Linked DNA regions of Mus musculus: all the other regions are linked to region 3. The links are chromatin contacts, called in public promoter capture Hi-C maps. All regions are on one chromosome and are shown on one strand. The core of a region is the stretch at or near the end of the contact, and the rest is flanking DNA. Distances in the headings are between cores, read along the strand shown.

The links. Promoter capture Hi-C pulls out the DNA fragments that hold promoters and counts their contacts.
Region 1: a promoter capture Hi-C map of cranial neural crest shows a contact between it and region 3. The contact joins the promoter of S100a3 here to the promoter of S100a10 in region 3. A contact is called at or near these places in 5 of 39 promoter capture datasets (the 3T3-L1 cell line, cranial neural crest, frontonasal cranial neural crest and 2 more).
Region 2: a contact with region 3 is called in a promoter capture Hi-C map of hippocampal neurons, with 5 times the contacts expected there. The contact joins the promoter of S100a7a here to the promoter of S100a10 in region 3. A contact is called at or near these places in 2 of 39 promoter capture datasets (cranial neural crest and hippocampal neurons).

Annotation. Positions count from the first base shown.
Region 1 is chr3:90,597,164-90,601,745 of GRCm38.p6, reverse strand. It overlaps S100a3 (S100 calcium binding protein A3), which reads right to left and starts at 1,532. Exons shown (of 3, transcript NM_011310.3): 1 at 1,478-1,532.
Region 2 is chr3:90,652,644-90,657,037 of GRCm38.p6, reverse strand. It overlaps S100a7a (S100 calcium binding protein A7A), which reads right to left and starts at 2,736. Exons shown (of 3, transcript NM_199422.1): 1 at 2,697-2,736; 2 at 1,381-1,600. The coding sequence starts at 1,530.
Region 3 is chr3:93,553,519-93,558,213 of GRCm38.p6, reverse strand. S100a10 (S100 calcium binding protein A10 (calpactin)) reads right to left here and starts at 3,097. Exons shown (of 3, transcript NM_009112.2): 1 at 3,003-3,097.

The DNA of each region.
Region 1 (4,582 bases), core at 283-2,782, 3.0 Mb after region 3:
CAATTCACCTCCCCGCTGTGCCTGTTGTGATTTTTCTAGACAGAAGTTTCAGTTCCCTGACATCACCATAAATTCCTCAGGAGCAGAATATCTACCACCTTCACCCCAACTGGGAGCCTCCCTCTGACTCTGACTCCCTCCCATCGTTTCCCATCACAACACCTGGGAATTCTCAGTCTTTTATTGGGCACCATTCCATGTGATGCTGCCCTTGATCCTAGAAAGCCTCTGCCTTTTGGAGACCTGGAGCGTCATCCTGTAAGAGCTTGCACAGGAAGCCCTGCCCAGGGCTTCTTTGTCCAGATCCTGGTGAGGCTAATGCCAGAGGCAGTGGTGAGGCCTGACAGGACCCCTCCACCTCACTATGCCTCCTACCCTGAACTCAAAGAAACTGCAATTGAGGACCCTCATTCTATTGTGCACTCTGAAGCCCTGAGCGAACTGTTTCTCTCTGGGTCTCAGTTGTCTTATCTGCAAAGTGGGATAATCTAGCCTCACAGGCCTAGTCAGAAACATGGACCAGGTGGCGTCTGCAGAGTCCACCAGTTCATACATAGATCTACTCATCTATGACCTACTCCATCCTTTAGCTATCCTCCCATCCCCCGGGGGACCTCAGAAGGCTTTGAGAAGAGTCCCCCACTGAGATGGAAGGGAAACACTTCCTAGAATTCCTTCCTTCACCCCACATCTATTGTCCCCTTCCATTGCCCATGCAGCCTGGGCGAACCCTGGGCTGGCAGGGAGGCAATGGAGTTGTTTCCATGTGAGTCCAATGACTCACTCCTGACTCCCTCGGGGGACTAGAGTCCTCCAACACAGGGTAGCCAGAGCCAAGACTCTTCCTGGTGAGTTCCCTCTATGGGGAGCAAATAGCTAGCAAGACTGTAGCTGGCAGGAAAGTAGGAGAATGGGGCTGAAGTGTCAAGCATTATGGGGGTCTAATTCTCTGTGATAGCCTGGCACTGCAGCAAGGATCCATGTTCCCAGAAGAGGAAAGCACCATGATCCTTGGAGAGGAAAGAGGGGTGATCCCAGGAGCTCGGCTCCTCTGAGCCCTTCTGATTCCTCCCAGCCTGCCTGGCGCCACTTCAGTTGCTATTTCAGAAGCACAGGGCTTGAAGACTCAAAGGAATCCTCTCTTCTCCTGCAGCCCTGGCCTGTCCCAACTCGTCCCCAGGAATGAAGCAAAGAGTCAAGGAGCAAAAGCACGGAGCTCACTAAGGGCTACCCCAGAAGCATAGCTGGCTACTGTCCCCCCCACATCAGTACAAGATCGTGGCTGGGCACACTACCCAAAACAAACTTCCTTACAGCTCCTTAGTGTACAAGGGACCCTCTGAGTCCCCATCACCTGCTCACATCAGCTTTCTGCTCCCATATCCAGACCCTGTCTCCAGGAACAGGCTACCTGTTGAGGGCTTTCTGAGCTGCCCCAACTCCGAGCCCAATGCAGTTCCCAAGCAACCATACTCACCACTGCTGCTGTTGCTTCAGCTGTAGGAGCCTACCAACTGGGTGTCCCTATTTGTAGCCTCTCGAGAGATGAAGGGAGCAATTATAAGGACCCAAGTAGGTCAACGCTGAGGCTGCCCTCAGGGTCCCCTGCCTCCATCCCTCAGTAGCCTCTATTACAGGCCCACCGCCCACCTAGCAACGCACACATCAAAGACCCAGTCAGAGTCTCAGGCACCGCTCCCCTACTCATTCCCCCCTCTGCCCTTCCCCAAAGCTGGGAACTGGTAACAGCTTCCTGCTTGCATCTTCCAGCTACACACATCCCTCTACTGAGCTCTTTATTGTGAAGAGACCAAGAATACAAAATGGGGACACATCTTGGGCTCTCTTAGGGTGTACCTCCAGAGAGTATCTGTGCAGGGGAGACCTTGGGAGCATCTGGCTAAGGCTCCTATTTACAGGTGAGGAGTCTGAGGCCATGGAACACCCTCTCTGCCCAGCCTCCAGAGCACTGAGTGTTGGGTGGCCTTTGACTGTGAATTGCTTATTTCGCTGGAGGAAAGGAGGTATTTTTGAAGCCTAGAGAGAAGGCTGTTCTCTGAGGCAGCCACCAGCTGTCAGGGCTTGAACTTTCTTGCCTTTCTGCTCCAAGTGATAATGGATGAACTTGGGTCACAGATTCATGAGAAAGCTGGCATGTCCCCAAGCTCCAGAGCTCACAAGGTTCCACTGTTGTGTTCTGTGCTGGGGCGAGTGACTTTCCAGGCAGTCCTGGGGCAGAGTGTTCGTTTTTTGGCTTAAGCATATTACCCCATGGGGTTCCAGGATCAAGTCTCTACTTATCACCTCTGTGAGCCCTGGGCTTCATCTTGTGTCTTTTCCCCCAAATCATCAAACCCAAATTTGAGAGTGGGTATGGCCAGAGCCCTCAGGGTGCCCGCCCTGCTCAGCTTCACAGACTTTGCCATCACTTGAGGTTTTCGGTTTTGTTTTTGTTTTTTAAACAAGTTTTTATTTGTTTGGTTTGGTTTATTGTTGTTTTAAAGATCTGATTTTATTTTGAAAGATTGTAATTTATTTTCCCTTATGTGTCTGTCTGTGAGTGTTGTCTGTATTAGTGCAGGTACCTATAAAGGCCACAGGCACTGAGTCCCCACAGAGTTGGGGTTACAGATAGTTGTAAGCCCCCTGATGTGGGTGCTGAGAACCAAATCTGGGTCCTCTGCAAGAACAGCAAGTACTCTTAACCTCTGGGCCATCTCTCCAACCACAGAGGAACTCGTTTTGTTTGTTGAGACAGAGTCTCTCTACATAGCTATCTCCTGGCTATCCTGGAACTCACTCTGTAGACCAGGCTGACCTTAAACTCACAGAAATCTGCCTGCCTCTGCCTCCCAAGTTCTGGGGTGAGAGGTGTGCACCACCATGTCTGGGCTTAATTCCTTGTTGGTCTTTGATGTTTGAACTTGATCATTTTAATTCTGCCTGGCATTTCTGGCTATTCTTTGTTTTCCCCTGCCATTCTTAGCTGGCATGGGGGAGACCACCACTGACCAGACATGGAAATACCCTCCTGCTGCTTCTCTGTTCTCTCCCACCCCAAAGCTTCTCCATTCCACAAGAAAAAAAAAAAAAAAAAAAACACAACACCCAGAAGAATACAGGAAGGAGAAGAGAAACCTGGCTTCCTGGCCAGTGACAAAAAACCTCATGCCTGTATGGCCCTCACCCTGGGCTCGGTACCCAGCTTTGTCTGGGACACAATCTCCTCTTCGAGGTTGCCAGGCTGTGGATGAGGGGAGTGGGCAATGGAGGCAGAAGGAAGTATGAGTTGTGATTAACTCTGTTTTATTGGCAAGGAGTTATGAGCAGTCTGAGACACAGGACGGAGAGGGTCACATGGCCGCAGAAGGAGGGGCCAGAGTAGACCAACAATTAATTTGCTTCTAGGTCAATGACTTAATCTCATCTGTGTTAAGCCTCTGCTACCAGCTACCTTAAGCATGTCATCTCTGCTCTTGTGACCTGATTTTCCTCATTGATGGAAATAAAAATAGTAACCATCTCATAAGGCTCTTGTGGAGTTTGAGTTAGCACAAGCAAGGCTCATGGAATAAACACTGCTAAAATACAGTGAAGGCTTGGTAAATGTTAACTCCGAGAGGTAACAACTTGCCCGGAATCATATGACTAATGAGTGGCAGGCTTGCTAGTCACTGTTTATACAAGTAATTAGAGGCACTGATACTAGGCATCGGGGGTATAGCATAAACAAAACAGACACAGTCCCTCTCAAGGGAGATGACAATCTAGTGGGAGAAACAGACAATAACAAAGGAATGTTTAATAGGCTGGACGAGCCCAGCAGCCTGGCTCCTGAGCCCACTTTCTTATCCAACAGCCCTTCACGTTTTTGGGCACAGCCACAGCCCCTGAGAACACAGCTTCTCTGTCCACCGAGAGAAAGCTGGGAGAGGCCTAGAGGCATGCCTTGTTGGAGACATGGAGTTGGAGAATGCACATGGAAAGAATGCTTAATTGGGCCTTCACTTAGAACTCCACCCCACCTCAGCACCTAACTTCACCATGTCTGCACTTTACCTTGTTAGAGACTTAATTTCCTATCTCAAAGATTCCTACCGTAAGAATCCTAAGTATTGCCATATATGGGGGAACATGTATTTTATCCCAGCACTTAAAAGGCAGAGGCAAGCAGATCTTGGTGAGTTCAAGTCCAGCCTAGTCTACATAGCAAGTTTCAGGCCAGTAAGAGCTATGTAGTAAGACCTTGTCTCAGAATTTTTTTTTTTTTTGCAAATACATTTTGCTACTAGTTATTGTGGCAATGTGAGTGCTCTGGACTCTGAGTTCAATTTAATATGAGTTTCCCTGGATTACTGGGGGGAAGGGGTTAGACCCCATCCTTCCTCACCAGGTCATCTTGCCCACTTTTGCCTCCATAAAGATGATAGCAATGACTCTAAACTCTCTTCCCTTGTACCAACCCCACCCCCCCCAAAAAAAGAACAAAGTTTCTGGAATCTTCCTGCCCTATTGAAGTTTCCAGACTCTTCCCTAAATCCTTTTTCTGCAGTGGTCCCAGTGCACAGCAGAGGACCCCAGT
Region 2 (4,394 bases), core at 1,487-3,986, 2.9 Mb after region 3:
AATGGCAATGGAAAGGACTGTTGGAGATGGGAGAGGAGTGTGAGGACAGCTGGGGTCCTTACAAAGAAGATATGAGACAGGTGGAGATGGAGGACATGGTAGAAAATGAGGGAAGGGCAGGAAAAGCAGGTTTCAGCAAGGTTTTCCTGGTATATGTGGGCATGCTCACGCACAGAATGGAGTATCTGGGAAGTGTTTGTGGGAAGGAAGGTAACACATTTGTAAGTCGCTTTAGACCTAGAGGGCAGCCCCTCATCTCTGTCGGAAATCAGCAGCTTCTCTCCCCTTACCAGCCCCACCATCCTATAACCCCATCACATCCAGAGTACAAGTCTTTCTACATCTGATGGGCTCTCCTCAGCTCCCTTATCAATACTCATCCTCACTAAGTCTACTAGCTATGCCCTTGTCTCTGTCCCCAAGAGCCCTTCAGCAAAGGCAATTCTATGGGTTGTATGATCGCAGGCCTGGGCAATCTAAGGCAGTCCCAAGGAGTTCTTCCCAGAAGGGAAATACTTCCTTAAAACAGTTAGCAAGGAACTCCTATCCTGGCTGTCTTCTAAGCCCTCAGAGGAACATTGCAGAAAGAATGAGGTTGCCTTTATGCTCTTTCTCAAAGCCTGGAAGTAAGTGAAGGAAATATTTTACAGAAATGAGCAGACTCTCACTTCCTCGAAAGGTGGCAAGCCAGAAAGCCTGAGACACCAAAGACTTCAGAAGACAGCATCCTCGCTTTCCTTCAGACATGCAGTCCCTAAGAAGCACAATGGCTGAGGATTAGAACTAATCACAGACTGGATGAACAGGCTCTATAAGGCTAGGCAGGATCTGAAGCTGGCTCCATCTGACTCTAAGAAGCCCTAGGCATGGGAAGGAGAAGAGGTTTTATTTCCCATGACCACCAGATTAGAGCAGTCTCCACAGCCTAAATTACCTACTCTAGACTCATGGCAGACATGCTGGTGAAGAGACTTTTATTCTGAGAACTTATAGAGAGAGTCTGAGTTTGTGGCAATGTCACTAACTAAAGTGGCTAGTGAACAGAAAACAGCTCTGAGCCTGTCATGCTCTCAGGACACAGGAGGCAGAAGAATCCAAAGGTGTGGTGTCAGGCTGTAGTCTCAGAGATTAGCTCTTCATGGTACTGGAGTGAAACTAAGCTGGTGACTTCAGAGGAGAGAAGGACAGGAAATAAAGCAAACCCTGCCCTCTGCATGCCCTCCCTCCTCCATCCTCCTTTCAGGAACAGGAGATTCTCTTGGGAGTCGTCAGTTCCTCCCACCTAACCACCTCACTGCTCACTTCCAATCCAACAAACAGCATTCTCTGGGCACTTTGGTTCTCTCTTCATCTCCCACTCCAGCCCCAGACCCTACATACCAAGGTGTCCATGAAGCGAGGCACACTATCCAAGAGCAGAGCTTTCAACTCCTCCAGGGACAAGGTCTCCTTGTCCCCTTCCCGGGCAGCATAGTGATGGAAGCAGTGTATGATTTGGAAGAGGGAGTCCTCCACTGGTGTGTCTGGCATGACTGATGGACCCTTCAGGGTACAGGCAGATCTGCAGAGCAGAGGAGGAGGCTCTGGGACAGCGGAGAGTCTGTAAGGAGGAAGAAGAATCAGGTCTGCTAACTGGAGGGATTCTTCCTCCTGGAGACATCTCCCCCCACCCCGCGCGCCCACCCACCCACCCACTTCCCTGTGCTGCATCAGAAAGAGGCCTCCTTGGACCCCTGCTGGTCCCATGTGAATTTGGTTCAGTAGCTCTGCCCGCAACAAGCTTTCCTGCCTGAACTAAGAGTGAGTCCCTTCACTGGAACTGAGGGCCTTCCTGGGTCCAGGAGTGGTCTCCTCGTTGCTAATAGTCAAGATCTGAACAAACTAAAGATGGTTTGAAGCAAGGCACTGTTTTGGTTGTGTACAATGACGATGTGGAAATCCTCAAAGAGGCAAGATCCCTTCCCCTACAATAAACTACTTGATGGGACCAGCAGAACATTAAGGTAATTATACTGCGCAGGAGAATCAGACTGGGCATTGTGCTGTTCGTGCGTTTTCTCACTGGAATATACAGACAGACAGCACAGCCATTGGCACCTTTGTCCCCACCACTGACATGTTATCTTCTCTAGGCGTTGACACACACACCCCAGCATAAGTCTATGCTCTTGTGAGCCCTATCCTGTGGCCTACTCACAACTCTATGCACTGTCCATCTGATGCCCATGGCCACTCACTCCATAGAGGTGATAGGAAGTAACAGCCTTCCCTAAACCCTGTGCAAACAACAATCATATCAACCATACATTCCGCTTCTTCTGGACCAGATAGATGATAGGCAAAGTATCAAACCTCATCCCATTTAATCCTCACAGGACCCTGAGGAGTTGATCATCATGACCCTATTCTCCTGGAGGGACAATGAAATCCAAAGAGGCTAGGGAATTTACCAAAATTACACAGCTGCTACACCTAGAATTGGCCTTGAATTCTTGTATTTGTGGACAAGCCCAAAGACACGCTTGTCCTCTGGGATTTTAAACCACTTTGAGGCCACAGTTCTGTTGTTGGAGCACTTGTTCATACTGTGCATGTTCTCCATAACATACAAGCTAAGGGTCTCTGTTCTCTAAGAGCTGCACATACCCAGCACAGCCCATACCACCCCCTGAGATCGTCTTGAAGGAGACACTGACCTGTTGCTCTTGGTGCAGGGCTGCTCAGCATCCACAGCCTGGCCTCTGTACAATCCTGGAAATCAGACAAAAGGCAGACTTCTGAGGAGGGGAACTTCTACCATGCTAGACATCCTGCCCATTCCCTGCCCACCCATTTATGACAGCCAGTGAGTGGCTTTCCACGGGTTCTTCTACAGCAGGACCAAACCTTAACTGCATTCCTGGAATGACATCGTCATACTCCTGGCTTTAGGGACCCACCTCCAGGACCTGAAAAACCTAAGAATCACCAAGGCTTCATTATACATCCACTGCCTCCAATCAGAGCTCACCATCCCACCCCACCTCCTAGCCCCAGGGACATCCTTAAAAACAGCTTCCTTGGACACCCTCCCTCAATTAGTGAACCTCTGAAGTCCACAGTAATGAATCACATTCATCCACTCAATCAACAAATATTTCATGAGTATTTTCAGCATGTCAGGCCCTCTACTAGGCAACATGAATAAGACACTTGGCCAGCTTGCTCACAGGATGGGGTTGAAGAACAGGGCTGACAGTTATACATGGACACCATGTGCCCTAGGCAAGTATAGGACAATCAGGGTACCCATCAAGGGCCACCTCCTCCCAGAAAAAAATAATTGGGGAAGACAACTTAGGGAGGTGTTATTTGAGCAGTGTCTTGAAAATAAATGTTGAGTTGCTCTGGAGAATAGAGTAGCTCTTGGCAGAGGGGACTGTGCAAGCAAAGGCTTGGAGGGATGGAACAGTACGGCCTGCTCTAGACATGGAGTTGACATGGTACACATGCATGCTTAAAAGGGCAAAGCTCTGGGTAGCAAACACATGAAAGGTAAAGGCTCTGTGCACCTAGCCAATGCGGAACCTTGACTTTCTAAGTTTAAAGAGCTAAGATATTGCTTTAGTAGACTGGATGGTGTGTGGAGGTCAAGACCTACTCTCTCTCTCTCTCTCTCTCTCTCTCACACACACACACACACACACACACACACACACACACACACACACAGTGCTAGGATCAGTTTAGACCATTAGGAAATAACGAACTGCAACCTAGAACTAACTCTTAGTAGACCATAACTCTTAGTCCAGACCTGTACATCTGGTCTCTACACAAATGCCACTTAACTATGAAGGGAAAATTAACTCTCCTTCTTCATCTCACCCCAGTACAAGCCTTCTCTCAGTGGCAGCTTCTGTCTGACCATCTCAGCCCAAGTAGCACACAGGACCGCGCAGGCTGATGAGTGTATCTCCCAGAAGGTGGCGCCAAAGATCAAGCAACTGATTGAGAGTCTTCTCTGCATCCCAGAAAGTTCCCCAGAAATTGAAGGTACAGAGTAAGTGTACTAGAGTCCCAGGGCTCAGTCCCAGCACCACAACAACCATAGCATAAAGACACACTTAATAATAGCAAATACTTAACCTAGTACCTTTTCCAGTTTGCATTCCTCTAACGACACAATTTCCTCAACAGACAAGTGGCTTATCAAACCCCTATTGTCTTTCTATGCTAAAAATATGGCTCAATTTTCTCAACTATTTGGAAATGCCAAGCTAGAACCCTAAAAAACTTTATTAAATATCTTTGATTTGTCCATCATTCACTGGTAATTTATCTCAAGAAATAGACTAGCTAACGGTTTTAAGCAATAATTAAGAAAATACTCAAAAAGAAAGAAAATATTCACC
Region 3 (4,695 bases), core at 1,848-4,347:
CAAAGTAGAGGAGATACAGATGAAATTGTCTTTAGGCAGTTGACAGCTCAGAGCACAGCAGCTAAAGGATGAGTTCTGGGAAGGGGGGGGGGGGGTGGAGCCCTCAGCAGGGTTCACCTCTGAATGGAATGGCAGAGTATAGAGTACATTCCAGAAACAAAGGGATAAACTAAGTGTCCTGTTAAGCAGGTCTGGTCAGATCCACAGGCTTCTCACTTCTGCAGTTTCTCTTGGTTTCATTCATCACACCAGCCACTGCTTGGCCAGCTCTGCAGGAAAGACCCAGGCCTTACCCACTCACCTTTTACTGAACCGTTTTTATTCTGATGTCCGCCTACACCCTTCACGTTAGCCTGAGCAACCTGTCTTAACTGTCTCTTCCTCTGAAGGAAACAATTCCTGTTTTTGTTTCCTTTACAGCAAACACCTACTTTGCACACATTTCCTATGGTGTTCAATTCCAACAATGTTCTTATTTTCTGTCGGTCTTTAAGAGAGGGGCGTAGGGTGGGAATCCCTCTTCCTAAGCAATCCCAAATGTCTGTTCTGGACCTATGCCCAGGTCTAGGCTACAAATCTCAGAAGCTGGAGGCCTGATTTACTTTGTTCATCTGTATTTTTTCCATATCTTAATTTTCTTGAAGCCACCCAGAATTAATTAGGGTGTCAGTGAACACAAACATCCATTATTTTAAAACGTTTGTAGAGTTTCTGTTCTTTTGTTTAGGAGAATTTGAAGACCAATCCTTTTTTTTTTTTTTTAATTGAATCCAGAGGACATTTTTGAATCTGACCCTTACAGTATATTTGGGGTAGGAATGAAATGAAAACAATGGATTTTAGCTCAGACTTTCTCACCAACTAAAACTTGCATACTACAGACATGGTCTGCTAAAGGAAGCTCCAGATGCAATTCAATAGGAAGAAAGAACTCTAGCTCAACCAAGAGCATCCATTTTTCCATGAGGGGTTGTCATGAGTCAGCAACCCAACCAACAACATCAGCTACATGGACAAGTGAGAATTATTTAGTTGAAGGGTTGAAAGTTGTCTTTAAAAGTCAATCAGTCCCTCCCTGCCTCCCTCCAGGGGTGGTGGTCCTGAAGAGCTAGACCCTCACACTGCCAAGCCTGTTACTCCCTTTGCTTTTGAGGTGTGATTCCTAAGTTGTGAATCCTGAGAGCCCATCTTTCCCCAGCACTGTGAGCATTAATTTATTTCATAATTCTGAAAGAATCCTATTGTTCTCTTAGCTAGGCTTAAATGAATGGAATGTGTCCAAGGCATATCAAATACTTATGTATTTGCTGGGAGGTGGGGAGACATGACTCCATGACACACTCTCTCTCTCTCTCTCTCTCTCTCTCTCTCTCTCTCTCTCTCCTGTCAGTAGAAAGCAGGGAGGTATCCAGCCTCAGCCCCACCCAGCCCAGGGCCTGACCACATTGGGGTGACTGCTCAGAGGCTGGCCAGAGGCCAGGCATAAGAGGACAACGGCCCATTTGATGTTGTATTTAGGAAAAGCCAGGGAACAGCATCACTCAGAAATTAGGGGAACCCAAATAACTGCTCTATGCCAAGCAGACCAAAAACAAACAAACAAACAAACAAACAAACAAACAACACTACTCTTAGACTGTCAGTGACAGTGCATAGGCAATGGGAGGAGGACTAAGGTAAATGAAATTTCAGGGAGTTATATGAACTCCTCCTTCCTGCTCCAACGTCGGGCATTATCGTTTGCAATTTGCTGAAACACACCGAAGGCAAGCTCTCTGACAGAGAGTTTCTACCTAATTTGAAGTATAACATGCAAAAATCCACTCCTGGAAGCTGAAACTGAAGCTTGGGGAATGGGGGGGGCGGGGGGGAGAGAGACAGACTTGGAATGGTTCTGCCAGTCTAATTACTGCCCTTCCAGGCAGCTCAGACAAGAAACCCCTCCTGCAGGTTGGTGGCCAGTTAGTTGTGACTCATTTCCTCTTGGAAAATGCCCTGGAAGATGGCACAGTTCCTCTTTTCCTTCAGGGAGCGATCTGTTCAAACCATCCACAGAGAATCAGCAACCAGCTAGGCCACACCCAAGGTCTCACAGCTGAGTCACAGGCCACAGATCACTAGGAGAATCCAGGAACCCTTTGTGCTAGCCCCACCCTGCAGAATGTGTCTGGCTTTCCTGGGGTGGGGGGTGGGGGTAGGAAAATGAGGGAGGTGGGTCCTGTGGATTTCAGAATGTGGATCCGGGCTCTGCTGGTCTGTCACATTTCTGTTTTGCTTGCCACCCACTCAGCAATTTCTCCAGAGTCCTCCCAGGCAGGGCTAGGAAAGAGGTCAGTCATTCCTGTTGCCAAGCTCAGGCCGTGAAGCAGGTACGTCCCTCTCACTGCACCACATGAAAATTAATCCCAGACTGAAGATTCTTCACCAAGCCTGCTCTCTCGTTCCATCTCTCTCTGGTTCCCTTTATTTAATCCGAGTAGCTAGAGGAACACTTGGTAGAGAGACAGAAAGTCCTACTTTAAAGATCCTTCCGAAGCAACCTGGAATTTGCACTGAGGCTAAGGCAACAAGCAGAGCAGGGTCCTTCAGAAAGGGAATCCTCCAGCTGCCAAGCCTCCAGTCCTCCCTGGCCAAAGCGGCTCAAACAGCCTGAGCTCTGCCTGTAGCCTGAAGCTTCATGGAACTGCCAACTAGGACAGAGCGCAAGCAGGTTCTGCTAAACTCCAGTTAACTCTAAGACTAGTTGCAAAGTAGAAAAGATGAGAATGAAGAACCACATGCCGAAAAGGAGAACAGAACAGCGGCTCCAACGCCAGGATGGGGTAGCTCCAGACAAGACTGGCCTCCGCCCCAGCGAGTCTGGGGGCATCCGAAGCAGTGTGCGAGCTGGAGGGGTGGCCCCACCCAGGCTCGCGGGGCGCGGCTCCTCGCGAAGCCTGGCTGGAGGCCGAAGCAAGCGGGTGTGGGGTTCCCAGAGGGCAGATATTAGGTGCGGGACTCACCTGGGCCCCGAAGCGCAGCAGTCCTTGGAAGAGCTGGGCACACCACGATGAGGCTAGTGCCGAAGACCGCGCGTCTTTGTACGCGAGGCGGGTACAGAGGGCGGAGGCGCCCCGGAGCGGGAGGAGCCTGGAGGGCAGGCATCTGCCCTCCCCACCCATCCCTCCCTTCCTGCCCCCCACCCCGCCCCACCAGCGCTCTCTCTCTCTCTCTCTCTCTCTCTCTCTCTCTCTCTCTCTCTCTCTCTCTCTCTCTCTCTCTCTCCTTCTCTCTCCAAAACACAAGGCAACACACACGCACACACACACCCTTCCCACTCTGCCAACAGACTAACTTTGCCCGTCCCCAGGGACAGCCCTATTGTAAACGTCCCTGCGGAAGAATGCTCTTAGTATTTCAGGGCATTCTCATCCAGGGCCGTGCCCTTCCTCTCAGGTTTGATTTTAGAAAGTGGGTGAGTGTAGAAATAAGAATCCAGCCGTCTCGGGAGGCACAATGGCCAGAACCAGAGCCAAGAGCCTCTGCGAGAACCTGCAGGGTTAGGAATAATTTCCTAGATAAGCAGGAGGAACGCTTCTACACCTAGCTTGCTCTAGGACCTGGTCTTGGGGTCGCCTGTGTTGAGTGCAGAAGCAAGGCCCCTGGGCTTCAGCCTAGCCTTGCCACCACTGAGTGGTGAGGATCAGGGCGTGTCCTAGTGCTTGTCAGCTTCAGGAGCTTCTTTGTTACAGGGTTCACCTTTCCTGGTACAGTTTGTGATTTTGCTTGGTCGATAGTTTCAGCTGTGGCCAATATTACTAAGATCTGTTTCGGAGCCCCCTTCTTGACTCTACTTGGCTCTAAAAAGCTCTTTGGAAGAAACTTCTGGAAGATATTTAGAGACGACTGAAGTGTATCCTAACTGACAACCACACCCTTCCCTGATACTTAACATTATTTGTGGTTTGGGATTAAATGCAGTTATTGGTGACACAGCCCAGTCCCTAGCACTGGGGTTTCCCCTGTTCCCAGGGGAAGTCCTAGAAAGGATGAGAGATTCCAAAGGGATAAACAGAATTAGGGAATTCTCTATGCGCCACCACGTGACAGTCTCGGCAGAGGTCAGGAAAATCCAACTTGGATCAGCTCTGTTTTCTCCAGGGTCTCTGAAACCTCAGTTCTGGCTCTTCAAAAGCAGTTTTTCCTTCCAAATCTTCCCACAGGCCTCCCCAGGTCGTCGCAGCTGTGGAGGAAATCTCAGGGAAAATGTGATCGAATTTAGAATACTCCTACTCACTGGTTTTCTGGGGCATGAGCCTTAGAATGTTTAGTTTGTGCTAGAGCCTGTTGATTCAGAGATGGGGAATCAGTTTCTTCTTTCAAAGAGCGCCGAGGTTTCTGAAGATATTGTAAACAATTCCCTATGGTTGATGAGCAGTACAAGAATGTTGGACAGGGGCTTCTAAGGCCCCATAGTGGGGCAACAGTCTGATTCACAGAGGAAGCAACATTTGATAAGAACTCAACAATTAATCATTGTGATTCTTTAATCTGAAAATCTATTATAACCTTTTGGGCAGGTATAGAGGTATAGAGGTGTCGGAGTGCTTTTTAAAAAGTTATTGTGTGTCTGTGCATGTGCCTCCATGTACATGTGTGCCAGAGCACATACGTGGCACTGTGAGAACAGTTTTCAGGAGTCAGTTCATTGGTGTG